Linked DNA regions of Rattus norvegicus: region 2 is linked to region 1. Evidence: chromatin contacts called from public Hi-C data. All regions are on one chromosome and are shown on one strand. Each heading gives the region's core, a stretch centred on a gene start, on an enhancer-like site or on the middle of the called end of the contact. The rest is flanking DNA. Distances are from core to core; before and after follow the strand shown. Region 1 overlaps LOC120095699 (a long non-coding RNA gene). Region 2 holds the start of Parl (presenilin associated, rhomboid-like).

Region 1 (6,313 bases), core at 3,618-6,117:
GAAGCAGGAAGAGGTGCTTCATGTTGACTTAGTGTGCACCGTTTAACCTGTGGTGGGGTATCTGCCAGAGAAGACCACGTGGGCCCAGGTTCAAGTCAATAGAAAGTCTTGGGTTCAGGACACAAGTGCTGTCCTTCACCTTTCTTGGGATGAACTTTTAAACACAGAACCCGTGTCCATGATTGATCCGTGATCGATACATCTCAGTTAGCACGAACAGTTAACCAGAAGCAGAACTACAGAGGCAGGAAACAAGGAAGCTTAGGGAGCAGGGACTTTTCCAGACCTGTAGGGACTTTGTTCTCATTAGGCATGAGTCATCTGCCTACCTGCCGGGTTCTGAGGCCTGAGTGGCACCTGAGTGGCACCTGAGTGGCACCTCCATCACACGGTGGCAGCTGTGCTAAGGTTGGGGGCTGTTACATTCCCCACTAGTTTTATGGTCACGAGTCAAACATCTGGGGGAAGGGAGTTATATTATCTCCTTAGCTGTAGTAGTTCAATGGAGTCTATTCCGTTTTACGTAGCTAAGTAGGCAGTTGAGCAAAGCAGGGTCCTATAGTGAGGGCTAGGAGCTGAAGGATTAACAGTTCAGCCATGGCCATGAACAGTTATCCAGGGAGACCAGGAAAACAGATTGGTACCACTTGTTGGAGCTTTGACACCGCTTTTCTCTGTCCTGAATGTTACCTATGACCATGAAACTTTCTCTAATTATCCCTGACTGATTGACAGAGAAGCAATGAGTTTCTCCCAGTGTCATACTGAAACTTTCTTTTCTCCTATAGAGGAGGAGGTCTGATCATCTTCAAGGCAACTTTGAGGAAAGAAAACATTTCATTGGAGAAAGCAGGGCAGGACACAAGCAGACAGGATACTGGAGAATTAGCTGAGAGTTCTACATCCCCATTCAGACCCACAGGCAGGAGGAAGAGAAAGAGGGAGAGGGGGAGGGAGGGAGGGGTATAGGGGAGAGTGGGAGAGAGGAAAGGGGAGGGAGAGGGAGGGAGGGGGAGGGAGGGAGGGAAGGGGAGGGAGAGGAAGAAGGAGTAAGAGAGGGAGGAGGAGGGGAAGGGAGGAAGGGAGGGAAAGGGAAAGGGAGGGGAGAGGGAGGGGGAGGGGGGAGGGGGGGAGAAACCTCCAAGTCTGCTACTGGTGATACACTTCAATACAGTAAGCCACACTTTTTAATCCTTCTAATCCTATTAAAGAGTTCCAATCTCTCAAATACATGAGCCTATGGGGACCCATTCTCACTCAACCAGTTGCCATTTTTATATATGTCTACAGTGGAAAAGAGCAACAACAAGGGGATAAATATACCAGAAAAAAAAAGTTGCAGTTTGGTGAGGAAAAGAATTTGAGCAAATTTAATGCTGTAGAGAAGGCAGTTTCTGAGAAAGTAGCTATAATTGTTTTTTGTTTTGGTTTTGAGACAAGATCTCTGTAGCCTTGGCTGTCCTCGAGCTTGCCATACAGATTAGCCTCAAACTCAGAGAGTTCCACCCATCTTAAACTCTCAAGCACTAGGATTAGAGGTGTTCACTACCATGCCTGGCAGAAGCGACTGTAATTGTTAAATAATTAATCTGACCAAAGCAACACCTTAGGGTCTGCACCGGGACAAGGCACTTTTAAGATGAGGCTCCACCCATTCAACACTCCAATTTGTGAAAATCCAAATTTATTTGAAAAGAGAGAGAGAGAGAGTGAACACAGACACCTCAGAAAGCATTTCCTGCTTGAAAACAGCAGCCTGGTTTTTCAGACTTAAGTATATAGAAGTTATTCCAGTTACGGTCCGAGAGGGAAGATTCCATCCAGAGTCAAAAGAACTTGAGACCATCATCAATACAGTACAAACAAAAACAAAACAAACAAACAAACCACCCAGGATTTTGAGACTGAGGTCATAAAGTTTGTTTAATGGTTCCAGAGATTGGCTAAGGCCAGGCAAGGTGTGTCACGGACTTCCCACAAGAAGACCAGGAGTGACCACTCTAAAGTTGAGAAGGTGGCTCCCAAATTACAGTACAAGGCCCAGGATGTTGGGGATTCCTGAAGCGTGTGACTTTTGCTGGGGAAAGCTGAGGCACAGAATCCAGCTGGACCAAGAGATACAGTTTGTGATGCAGGGGACAGAGCTGGAGGAGTGGGGCTATATAAGTCCTTTGACGCACGCACAGGCGATGCCATCCTGAGTCCCAGATGCCCGACACACAGTTGCATGATTCTGGTTCTTCTGTACTAGCTTTTAGTCCTGCTTTGGTCCAATCTCTCTCTCTCTCTTCTCTCTCTCTCTCTCTCTCTCTCTCTCTCTCTCTCTCTCTTTGTGAGGTCATCTTTTTTCCATTTTGGAACTTGAATGTTTACTCTGTATCATTGTGTGTTGGGCGTAGTATTTTGTTTCATGATGGTACAAGGTATCCAAGTTCGTCAGGATACCTTAAAGCCAGGAACTAGAAAACTGAAGAATGGAAGTCAAGTGAGCCTTGATGGGAGTAATTGAGACGGAGAAAACTGTTTGTCCTGTGGCCGTGGAGACTTTGGGATCACCTGTGAGCAGTTCCTGGAGCTAGAAAAAAACCACTTCTGGAAAGACCATTGCCCTAAGGAGGGAACTCTGGAGGCGTTGGCTGATTCACTTTTAGGTGTTTTAAAGAAAGATTTATTTAGATGAGTACCACACAACTGTAGTGTCTCTACAGGCCAGCAGAGGGCACCAGATTCCCTGGATCTGGAGTTCGAGACAGGCGAGCTGGTAGAAAGCATCATACGTTGAGGTTTGGTCTGTTGCTATGCATCTAATGCTAAATTCTGGCTGGTCCTGGTTGTCTCAGGCGTGAGAGAATCCTCACACATGCCAAGTGATGCTATGCAACCTTGTTCCTTAGTTTAAAACTGTTGGTTGAGTAAAGAGGCAGAAGAGAGATGGGGGAGGCAGGCCATGAGGGCTGGCCAGCTGGAGTTAAGAGCTGACCAGAGGGAACATGATTCGTTATAAGTTGGGGTTATTGATAGGGAAGTAGAAACCAACAGCTTAGAGCGTTGATATCTGCCCAGCTCTAGTGCTTTAAGGCTTATCATAATATATAAAGGTTTTGCGTCTTTTATCTGAGAACTGAGTGATCAAAGGCAGGGTAGAAACCCCCTTTGAGATTAAATGTTTACTACAACAACATACTTCTAACCTCTCAGCTCTTAGGTAATTTTACATATGTACGATTTTGGTGGCTTTTGGTGGCTTTCAAATTTTATCTCTAAAGAATGTTAAGAATCTTCTCACGGCCTTTGGCCTGAGGTCCCAACCCGGGTAAGGAGCTATTTGCATTTGATAACAGCTGGGCTGTTTTATCTTCAAGGGTGTAACTCCTGGTAGGTCAGTCACTTTCCGGGGGCTGGCCCCACACCCAACTATTTGGATAACATAACTTGAACTCCAAGAGCTAAGGGAGCACCAAGTTGGGTAGGTAGGAAAGCAGGGGTGGATGTAAGAAAAGCTGTAGGATATACATCAAATACATCTTATAAAAGTTCAGGGAAGTATTAAAATATTTTTAAACCTCTTCCCTCCGTTTTTTACATCACTTCGAGGTTGTACTTTACTTGGGATTGAAAGGTTACTGTTGTGCTGTAGAAACTCACGGGTCAGAGAGAAGTATCTAAACTCTAGGTCACAAGGTATCCTGAGCCTGCGTAGGCACAGATAATTACCGTAGGGATCTGAGAGAAGTGTTAAAACTGAAGGTTCCATACCATTCTGGCCTTAATAAGCACAGAGGTGGGAAGACATACCTCGTTGTCCATCTACAGTGCTCGAAGATTCAAGCCTCTGACCCTGCCAACAGGAAGATAAGCTGGATCCCAGGGTAAAGGCTCTCTGCCTTTTTTTCTTTGCATGGATTCCATGGGTTAGAGTTCCAGAACGAATAAAAAGGAGAAAGGGTGCTGAGCCATGCACAGCAGCCATTGCTTTTAGGTTTCTCTCTGGATGCAGTGTTACCCATCTGCCTCATGCTCCTGCTGCCAGGCCTTCCCCACTGCACCTTGATAGGATGTCCCCTCAGACTGTAAACAAACCCCTCTTAAGTTACTTTTGTTATTTAATTATAGCAACAAGAAAAGTAGCAATCACTGAGCCCTTGCCTTCGGCTACTTTCTTACCAGACACTCATTTACGCCCCTGGGGACCTAGGCCTATTTTACTCTCTTTATTTGTCACCATTGAAGTCACAGATGAAGATGTAGAAACTGAGCTCCTCCTGCACCATTCCTGCCTGGATGCTGCTATGCTCCCACTTTGATGGTATTGGACTGAACCTCTGAATCTGTAAGCCAGTGCCAATTAAATGTTGTCCTTATAAGAGTTGCCTTGGTCATGGTGTCTGTTCACAGCCATAAAACCCTAACTAAGGCATGTGGATTTTTTTTTTTTTTTTCTGAAATTGACTTGTTTTCTACTTTTCCAGTTCTGGGAAACAGAAACTTAGGCCTAGTCTCCCAAACTGTCAGTTTGCAGCCTGCCATGGAGTCAGCCTGTCTCCAGCTGACTCTGTCCTCTCATTACCCACTCTGTTTGTAACTGAGTCAAATAATTGATTCATCGGTTTTTTTCCTCAAGATCAGAATCATTAGCCAAGGGATCAATTGGGACCTAAGAATTATGAGTTATTGCCAGAAATAGGGTTCTTTTTGACTTAGCATCTCAACATTGTATTTTTCTCCTTCTATAGCTGCTTCCTGCTGAGATTAGGATGTTGTCTTTTGGGAGCCCAGGAAGGCTGAAATGCCAGTTAAAGGCTGGGCAATGGGGCATTTATTCAAAGCATCTGGTTAGGTGACTCAGCTGAAAGACAGGGAACCAAGCATATCACTGGAATGGCTAATCCTCAGCTTTCAGTGAGTCAGAAATCAGCAGTCTGCCGTCCTCAGGCAGTCCCTGGGTGTCAGCCAGGTGAAAATCTGGGACAAATATAAACTAGGAACAGAAGTTAAAATTTGCCTTAGTAATTGGGAAAGGTAAGAGAACTCAAGACCAAGGGGAAAAAAATCCCACTCTCAACATTAGGCAGGCACACTCATCTGAATTCCGTCTGGTCTGTGGTGAGTATATCCAAACCTTATGGCTTCTTTTTTTTTTTTCCGGAGCTGGGGACCGAACCCAGGGCCTTGTGCTTGCTAGGCAAGCGCTCTACCACTGAGCTAAATCCCCAACCCCCCTTATGGCTTCTTGACTCCCCGAAGCCTTTGTGATTTTTAGTTACAAGAGGATATACATTATTCATCACTTTACTCACATAAAATAAATTAATTAATAATTAATTCTTTAAAAAAAAAAGAAAGAACTTGGGTTCAGCTCCACTTAGTTAGCCAGTGGTAACCTCTGGAGTCTGTTGTCATTTATTTTATTTTATTTTATTTATTTTTTTTAAAGATTTATTTATTTATTTTGTATATGAGTACACTGTAGCTGTCTTCTGACATACCAGAAGAGAGCATCGAATCCCATTACAGATGGCTGTGAGCCACCATGTGGTTGCTGGGATTTGAACTCAGGACCTCTGGAAGAGCAGTTGGTGCTCTTAACCACTGAGCCATCTCTCCAGCCCCCGTCATTTATTTTAATTAAACACATTAAAACGTTGGAAAGTTTCCTTCTGACAATTATCACAACCAAGCATCAGCCATGGTTACATCAAGACTCTTACAGAGTACACCTCTTTAGCAAAGCACCTGTAACTTTTCTTTTTCTTTTTTTGACATGAATGGGTTCCATTGACTGAGAAACAATGCTCAGGACTCTGGGAAATTTGAGAAGGCTAACTTTACAGAATAGCAAAGGTTACCAGGCACTAACACATCCACTCACACTTCTGAATGGAAAAAGGCGTGTCGTCAATTTCTTTCACTGAAGAAAAGGTGTCTAAACATTGTTTTCTCTAGTGCCCTTCTGTGAAGACCTAGTGTCCTTTTGTCCTTCTCTTCCTCTCCCTCCTCCTCTTCCTCATTTCTGAGTGTTTTGCCTTTTTTAATTGAAAAAAATTATACAATATATTTTCATCATGTTTTCCCTCCTCCAATTCCAGATTCTCCATACTTCTCTACCCACCCAACTTCATGTTTTCTCTCTTTCTCTCTGTCAAATAAACAAAGTAAAAAAAAAAACTATAAGAAACACACACAACCCCCCCTTCCAAAAAAACCCACACACACACAAAAAGAAAATAAAAGCAGATAAGCAAAAGAGAAATAAGACAAAAAAAAAAAAAAAAAAAAAAAAAGCCCAAACAAAGCAAAATGAGACAAAAAGTCT
Region 2 (6,655 bases), core at 1,606-4,105, 170 kb after region 1:
CTGGAAGGAAGGAAGGAAGCCCTCAGGTTACTTCCAGCTTGATTTCTCTGTCCTGCAACCAAAATCTGTCCTCAACACAGAATCTTATCGTAAGGTTAGGACAGGAAGCCCAGAACAATGCAATAGGCTATATTGCAGTTTGGGGGGGTGGGGCAGGGCTCCCAGCCAATAACTCAAAAGATGTAAACACACATAGGGCTGAGATGTTCATTTAATGCCTTATGTCTTTTGAGGGGGGGGGTACCTGTGTTCAAGCTCCTTTTTAAATTATATTTTTAAATTAGCTTCCAAAATAGTGGGTTTCTATAAGGTTTTTGCCCCTGCTATTTTGTGGTAGTTTTTGTTTGTTTCAGTCTTATTATGTAGACCTAGGCTAGCTTCAATGTCTCAGAGATCTGTTTGCCTCTCTCCCAAGCATTGGGATTATCATGCCTGGTTTGGTGTGTGTGTGTGTGTTCAGGGACCTGAAGAGGGTATGGATCATTTGGAGATGGAATTTCAGGCAGTTGTGAGTTACCCAACATGAGTGCTGGGAATTGAACTGGGGTCCCCTGGAAATGAAGTTAGTATTCTTAACCCATGAGCTATTTCTCCAGCTTTCATTAAAAACAAAACATAACAAAACAAAACAAAAACCAAAAAGACAAAAACAACAAAAAACCCTTACTTAAAAAAAAAAAAGCCTTTACTCCCAACACTTGGGACAAAGATGCAGGTGGATCTCTGTGAGGTCAAGGCCAGTCTTCTCTACAGAGTGAGTTCCAGGATAGCCTGGGCTACACAGTAAAGCCCTGTCTCAAAAACAAACAAACAAACAACCCCCCCAACCTAAAAGAAAAAATGAAATACAGATAGCACTTCATGAATGGGAAGAGAATAGAAAGCAAGTGGCTGGACTAGGTTGATACTGAAAAAACAGAGGGAAAGTAAATAGGAGGGTCACAGTAGGGACAAGGTGGGTGGCAAAGTCATGGCAAAAGGTAGAATGAAGGGAGATAAAGGAATGCAACCAAATAGCCTAAAACAAGACAAGCTCTGCAGACTGCACAGACTATGAATCGGGCCAGCCTGTGATGTCTGGCAAACCCATGAGGAAAATCAAAACAGAAAGAAGGGGTTAGGGGATGAGGGAGAGGAGCTACAAGATGGAGCCGGTCAGAGTTGGCTTGCTAAAATGACCTAGGGTAGTAATAAAGGAGTAGAACATGAGAAGGGGTGGAGATATACAGGATGCACACAGGCTGCCCCACACTGGTTCTGGTCTCAGTTAGCTCAGCCATCCATCTTTATGTTGGCTCATTTGGTCTAGGCTGACTTTGGGAACGTGTACAATAAGACACAATTGTATATTTGAATCTGTGAATGAAAAGTAGAGCCACACAAAGCTGGTATCTCTTAGCAACTGAACTCCTCTGCATCCCATATCTGGAAACCACAAACAATGACTGGGGTCCCTTAAGCATCTTCACGGGTGCTGCCAACCACAGTTCTGCAGTGTGTTCTGACTTGTTTTGAATCAGGGTCTTTCCCCAAGCTTCACATTCTGTATAGACCATTATTCATTCTTGAAGTCTGGAAACACCCAGCCCAGACTTTAGCACCAGTACCAGAAGACTTTCTGAGGGACCCCAACCCCACTCCATCATCTTTTCCCCTCTTGAAATGAGCTGACAGAATAGTCCCGAAGGAACTTCTGATAGACTCCAATCTAATAATATAAACCAAGGGCCATAAAGTAGCTGAGGGAGTTAAAAAGTCTCTTTTACTATAAATCAGGTTTCCTGTGAGTTCTATAAAACTGCAGATTTATAGCTAGGAGAGCAAACATGCCATGCTTAGGCATTAAACACGATTTGCTACCACTGTAACATTCTTACTTGAAACATCCCTATAGAAAGGGAACATTGTTCTCAAAGCAAATCTTTTTTTTTTTTTTAAGATTTATTCATTTATTATATATAAGTACACTGCAGCTGTCTTCAGACACACCAGAAGAGGGCATCGGATCCCATTACAGATGGTTGTGAGCCACCATGTGGTTGCTGGGAATTGAACTTAGGACTTCTGGAAGAGCAGTCGGGGCTCTTAACCGCTGAGGCATCTCTCCAGTCCCCTCAAAGCAAATCTTAATTGTGTTAATTGGATACTTGACTCTCAGTTGGCTAGAGATCAACCAGACTCCGGTGTAGGCAACCCTTCCCTTGCTTCTTTAACTTTCTCGTGTGTGGTCTTTCTATCCTGATTCCACATAACCAGTAAGAGTGAGAGTAGAGACATTTGTGGCCGTCTTTGGCTACCACACTGAAGTAATGCACCCTAAGAAAGTGGAATCACTCCAGAAATCTCTTGCTGGAAGAAAAAAAATGTGCCCGAGTTCTGGGGGCAGCCAGAAACTACAGAAAGATTTGCAACTTGTCAAGGGAGGCGGACCTGGAGAAGCAAGTTGGATCTGAGGTGACGGGTCACAGTTTCCTTAAACTGCATACCTCTTGCCTTCCCTCATGTTAGATTTAGAAGATGAGGAGTCCCTGGGTCTCTTCCTCCAGTGTGGCCCCACTGATAAATCTTTTTCTGCTTTTCAGTCTCAGTTTGAAGACAGGTGGCCAACCCTGGCGTGTAAAGGTTGCCAGTGGCCATTTCACCTCTCCGAGGCTATGAAGCACTGTGTCTTCTTGTGTCTGCTAACACAGCGTTACTCAAAGTCTCAAGTTTTCCCAGCCACTCTCACCAGAGGCTTCCACGCTGATGCTGGTCAGAGAGAGGAAGACCGGAACTGTTCGGCCTCCAGGTGGTGCTCTAGGCCGCTCCTCCACGCTCTATGCTCTTCCTTCGCCCCGGAAGTGATTTGTAGACCGGGGTTAGTGAGGTCGGGCCATGGTGGGGCAGAGGTTGTTAAGATGGCGTTGTATAGTTGGGTACAGCGAGGCTGGCGCTGCGGTCAGACGTGGGCGCCTCTCTTGGGTGGCGGCTACCGGGAGCTCTCTGCGACCCAGGCCCGGCAGCTGCTTGGACGCAGGTAATGGCTGCCGCTTCCGGCTTCCCGGTTTTCCCTTGAGCTGGAGTCGCGCGCATCCTCCAGAGGAGGCAGCCGCCTTGGGCTGCCGCTCTCCATTGTTTACGAGGTCTTTCCTAAAGCTGCCTCATTCCCGCCGCGCTTTTCCTTAGTCCTTCGTTCCTCTTGGCTTCTGGAGGTGTCGCTCCTGCCCGAGCGGTGTCTGGCCGAGCCCTGCCCTGTTCTCCAAACCCGGGGTGTCTCTCCTAGTAATTGCGAGGGACGTGATGGAAAGGAGAACTAACTTCTGGGCGTTAATTGCTTCCCCGGTTCCTGTTCTTGAAAGGTCTGACCCCGGCTTTTAGTTAGTGAAGCAGTTTGCAGAGCTGGTAGAGTATGGTTTCATTCTCTGTGGCTGGTCATTGTAAAGCCCTTATGCCACCACAGCGTTGCCTTCTTAGCTTTGGAAAGGATGTCATCGTTATACTGCCGTAGGAAGCACGTGGCCTTTCAGGTCGGCCGGGTTTTACATTTACTGTAATAGAAGAGACATTCCACAACTGTTGAAGAATTAATTCTGATTTTGAAACTTCATCTGAAGATGTCAACTTTGCAGTTTCTACCTAATTGATGGTGCGATACATCAAGGAGCCTGAGTGTTTATCAACGAGCAAGCTAGCCAGAGATAAATAATTAAGGTTGAACATGGTGCAGGCACCCCTGATCCTAAAATTGACCTGAGGTGGGCACAGGTGTGTAATCTCAACTTTGATTAGTCTGAAGCAGGAGGATGGTGAGTTGGAGGTAACACGCGGAAGACCCTGAATTATAAATAAATAGCACCTGGACTGTTTGTAGAGTCATTTCCCAGGTTCCACCCCCAAATCAGGATCTGGAAGACCGTAAAAGTGGAAGAACCTGCATCGGTGAAAAAGTTGCATACTGTGTGGCTTACTGGGCACTGTGGTTCTTCTTCTTCTTCTTCTTCTTCTTCTTCTTCTTCTTCTTCTTCTTCTTCTTCTTCTTCTTCTTCTTCTTCTTCTTCTTCTTCTTCTTCCTCTTCTTCTTCTTCTTCTTCCTCTTCTTCTTCTTCTTCTTCCTCTTCTTCTTCTTCTTCCTCTTCTTCTTCCTCTTCTTCCTCTTCTTCTTCCTCTTCTTCCTCTTCTTCCTCTTCCTCTTCTTCCTCTTCCTCTTCTTCTTCTTCCTCTTCCTCTTCCTCTTCCTCCTCTTCTTCTTCTTCTTCTTCTTCTTCTTCTTCTTCTTCTTCTTCTTCTTCTTCTTCTTCTTCTTCTTCTTCTTCTTCTTCTTCTTCTTCTTTTTTTTTTTTGGTTCTTTTTTTCGGAGCTGGGGACCGAACCCAACTGTGGTTCTTCTTAAAACAGCTTGGCTCGGTCAGACTTGTTTGTAAGCATGATTAGGAGTTCAAGGTCTGCCAGGGCAGCAGAAGACTGTTTGAAAAAAAGAAAGAAAAAAGTCTTATTAAACAGGTAGAACTGAGGAAGTTACTTGGAGGTAACTAAAGATTTCAGTGAGCCTGTTGATTTGCTCTACTAGTTTTGGAAAAAGGCAGCAAAAGAACCGGACACTTCATTTATGAGGCGCCTCTAGTAAAAGCTGGGAACAGTCCATTGGTAGAGTGCTTGTCTCTCATACACAGTCTCTAGTAACGCCACACACACAGAACTTGTCAAAACAGTTTAGTCTATCGTCGTGGCTCAGGCCAGTAATCCCAGCCCTTGGGAGGTGGAGTAGGAGCCAGACTGTAAGGCCATCATGGATAACTTGAGACCCTCTCTAACCATCCCTCCCATATACATGTGGTACTAAAGATTTTTATGGAAACTTTGAAGCGGACATTCTTGTCTTGTGGTTATGGGAGAATGCATTAGGTGAGAATGTGGGTGAACTTGAAGTACTGGCTTTGCTCTTGTCTCCTCACGTATGAACTTAATAGGGAATGGAAGTTGCTTTCTTTGGGATCACTAGTTTTGAGTTGCTGTGGTTCTAAAATTAGCATGCAGAATGAGTCAGGCCATGTGGCTCTAGAGAGGGCCCAACATTTTGCATTTTATAAACACTAGTGGTGATGCAAAGGCTTATAGAAACACACAGTCCCAAGGGACCTGCCAGCCAAAGCGTGTTTCTACTTTTATAGCAGTTATAAGATTTTATGCTACCCTGTGACAGAGGAATGGTTAGGTTAGGCTGCTGTACTCATAGCCTTCATGATTCTTGTACTAGTAAGAGAAGTCAATAGTACTGTTACAGACTTAATTCTGTATAATGAATGTGTTCTGATAATGATCCTGTCTGTGGTTTGGTTCCAGGTGACATTACTTGTTTTGATTGCTTATCCTTTTATTAGTACTTTTGCTACTTTAAACTCTTCCTGGACTTCATGAGCTCTTAGCTTAGCACTCAAGAGCAGTCACTGACTGCCCTTACAGAGGACCTGGGTTTGATGCCCAGTTCCCACATGGTTGCTTACAACTGTCTGGAATTCCAGTTCCAGGGGATAAAACATTTTTCAGGCCTCTGCTGGCACCAGGTACACATGTAGTGCACAAACATACTTATAGGCAAAGCATCCATAAACATAAAATTAAAAGCTTTTGGGGCTGGAGAGATGGCTCAGTGGTTAAGAGCACTCTGCTCTTCTAGAGGACCGGGGTTCAATACATAGCATGCACGTGATGGTTCACAATTGCTTGTAATTCCAGTTCTAGAAATCTGTTACCCTCTTTGGGTCTCCAAGACATCAGGCACATGAGTTGCACAGACATGCGTGCAGACAAAACATCCATACACATAAGTAATTGAATTTAATTGAATTTAAACAAGAATAAAACTTTAAAAAAAGAAAATTGCTTAGGAATACATTCGACTAATAAAACTCATGATTGTTCAGATAAATGGGAGTTATTTTTCTAAGATATTTTGAGGGAAGGAAGTGACTGCTATCTTTGTTCTGCAGTCCTAAAATGTTACGGTTTAAGTATAAATTCCTTGACCTTTCTCTTGGCTTTAAGAATAACTGTTTTAGCTTTAGATATTACATCCTATTCAAGCCAACCAGGTAGGTAAGTGTGTGTCTGTCTGAGTGAGATGGGGTGTGGTAGAGAGGCAGGCCAGTGAAATGAGACATCACCATACAGAAATCTAGAAAACAAGGGTATTTCCTAGTCACTAAGAAAAAGGCAAGGGGAAAAGATTAATAGCATTTGTGATTGGCTGTTCAATGGTGTTTGCATATCAGACTGATGTCATTGAAGGGAGTTCAGTGCTATTTACGGCAGCCCGTGCATTGATTGAATAAGTGATGATCTTCTGAAACCAGGCTCTTAAATGTAATCCAGGGATGAAGGAAGGGACTGGACTAGAAAGGAGGCATTTTTTGAGACGGGCTTACCAAGGTCAGTCTAACTTCAAACTTGATAGTGTCCTGCCCCCTCCTTCTCTTGAGTGCTGGAGATTACAGGTGTGTGCTACCGTACCTGGTTTGCACTGAGCTGGGATTGAGCACAGGGCTGCTTGCATTTAGTCCAGTGTTCCATTGACTTAAATCTCAGTTCTCTCACCTTACTTTTTCTTTTTATTTCTTTTTTAAAGAGGACCTTCCCGTGTAGTCCAGGCTCACTATTTTGGGCTCCTATTTAGGGTATA

The links. Hi-C and Micro-C count contacts between places; a contact is called where the count stands out from the background.
Region 2: a Hi-C map of the A7r5 cell line shows a contact between it and region 1, with 3 times the contacts expected there. The contact joins the promoter of Parl here to the enhancer-like site in region 1. A contact is called at or near these places in 4 of 12 Hi-C or Micro-C datasets (the A7r5 cell line, Schwann cells, kidney and 1 more).

Annotation. Positions count from the first base shown.
Region 1 is chr11:93,923,529-93,929,841 of GRCr8, forward strand. The region is part of intron 2 of LOC120095699 (a long non-coding RNA gene); the gene reads right to left. Among named protein-coding and RNA genes, the nearest start is that of Rps15al2, 14 kb to the left of the region's middle. Within about 2 kb of position 4,868, at least 10 of the 93 cell types and tissues checked have an H3K27ac peak or open chromatin away from gene starts, as enhancers often do. A contact at or near this core is called in the A7r5 cell line, where this site is marked.
Region 2 is chr11:94,095,632-94,102,286 of GRCr8, forward strand. It overlaps Parl (presenilin associated, rhomboid-like), which reads left to right and starts at 2,856. Exons shown (of 10, transcript NM_001035249.1): 1 at 2,856-3,016. The coding sequence starts at 2,898.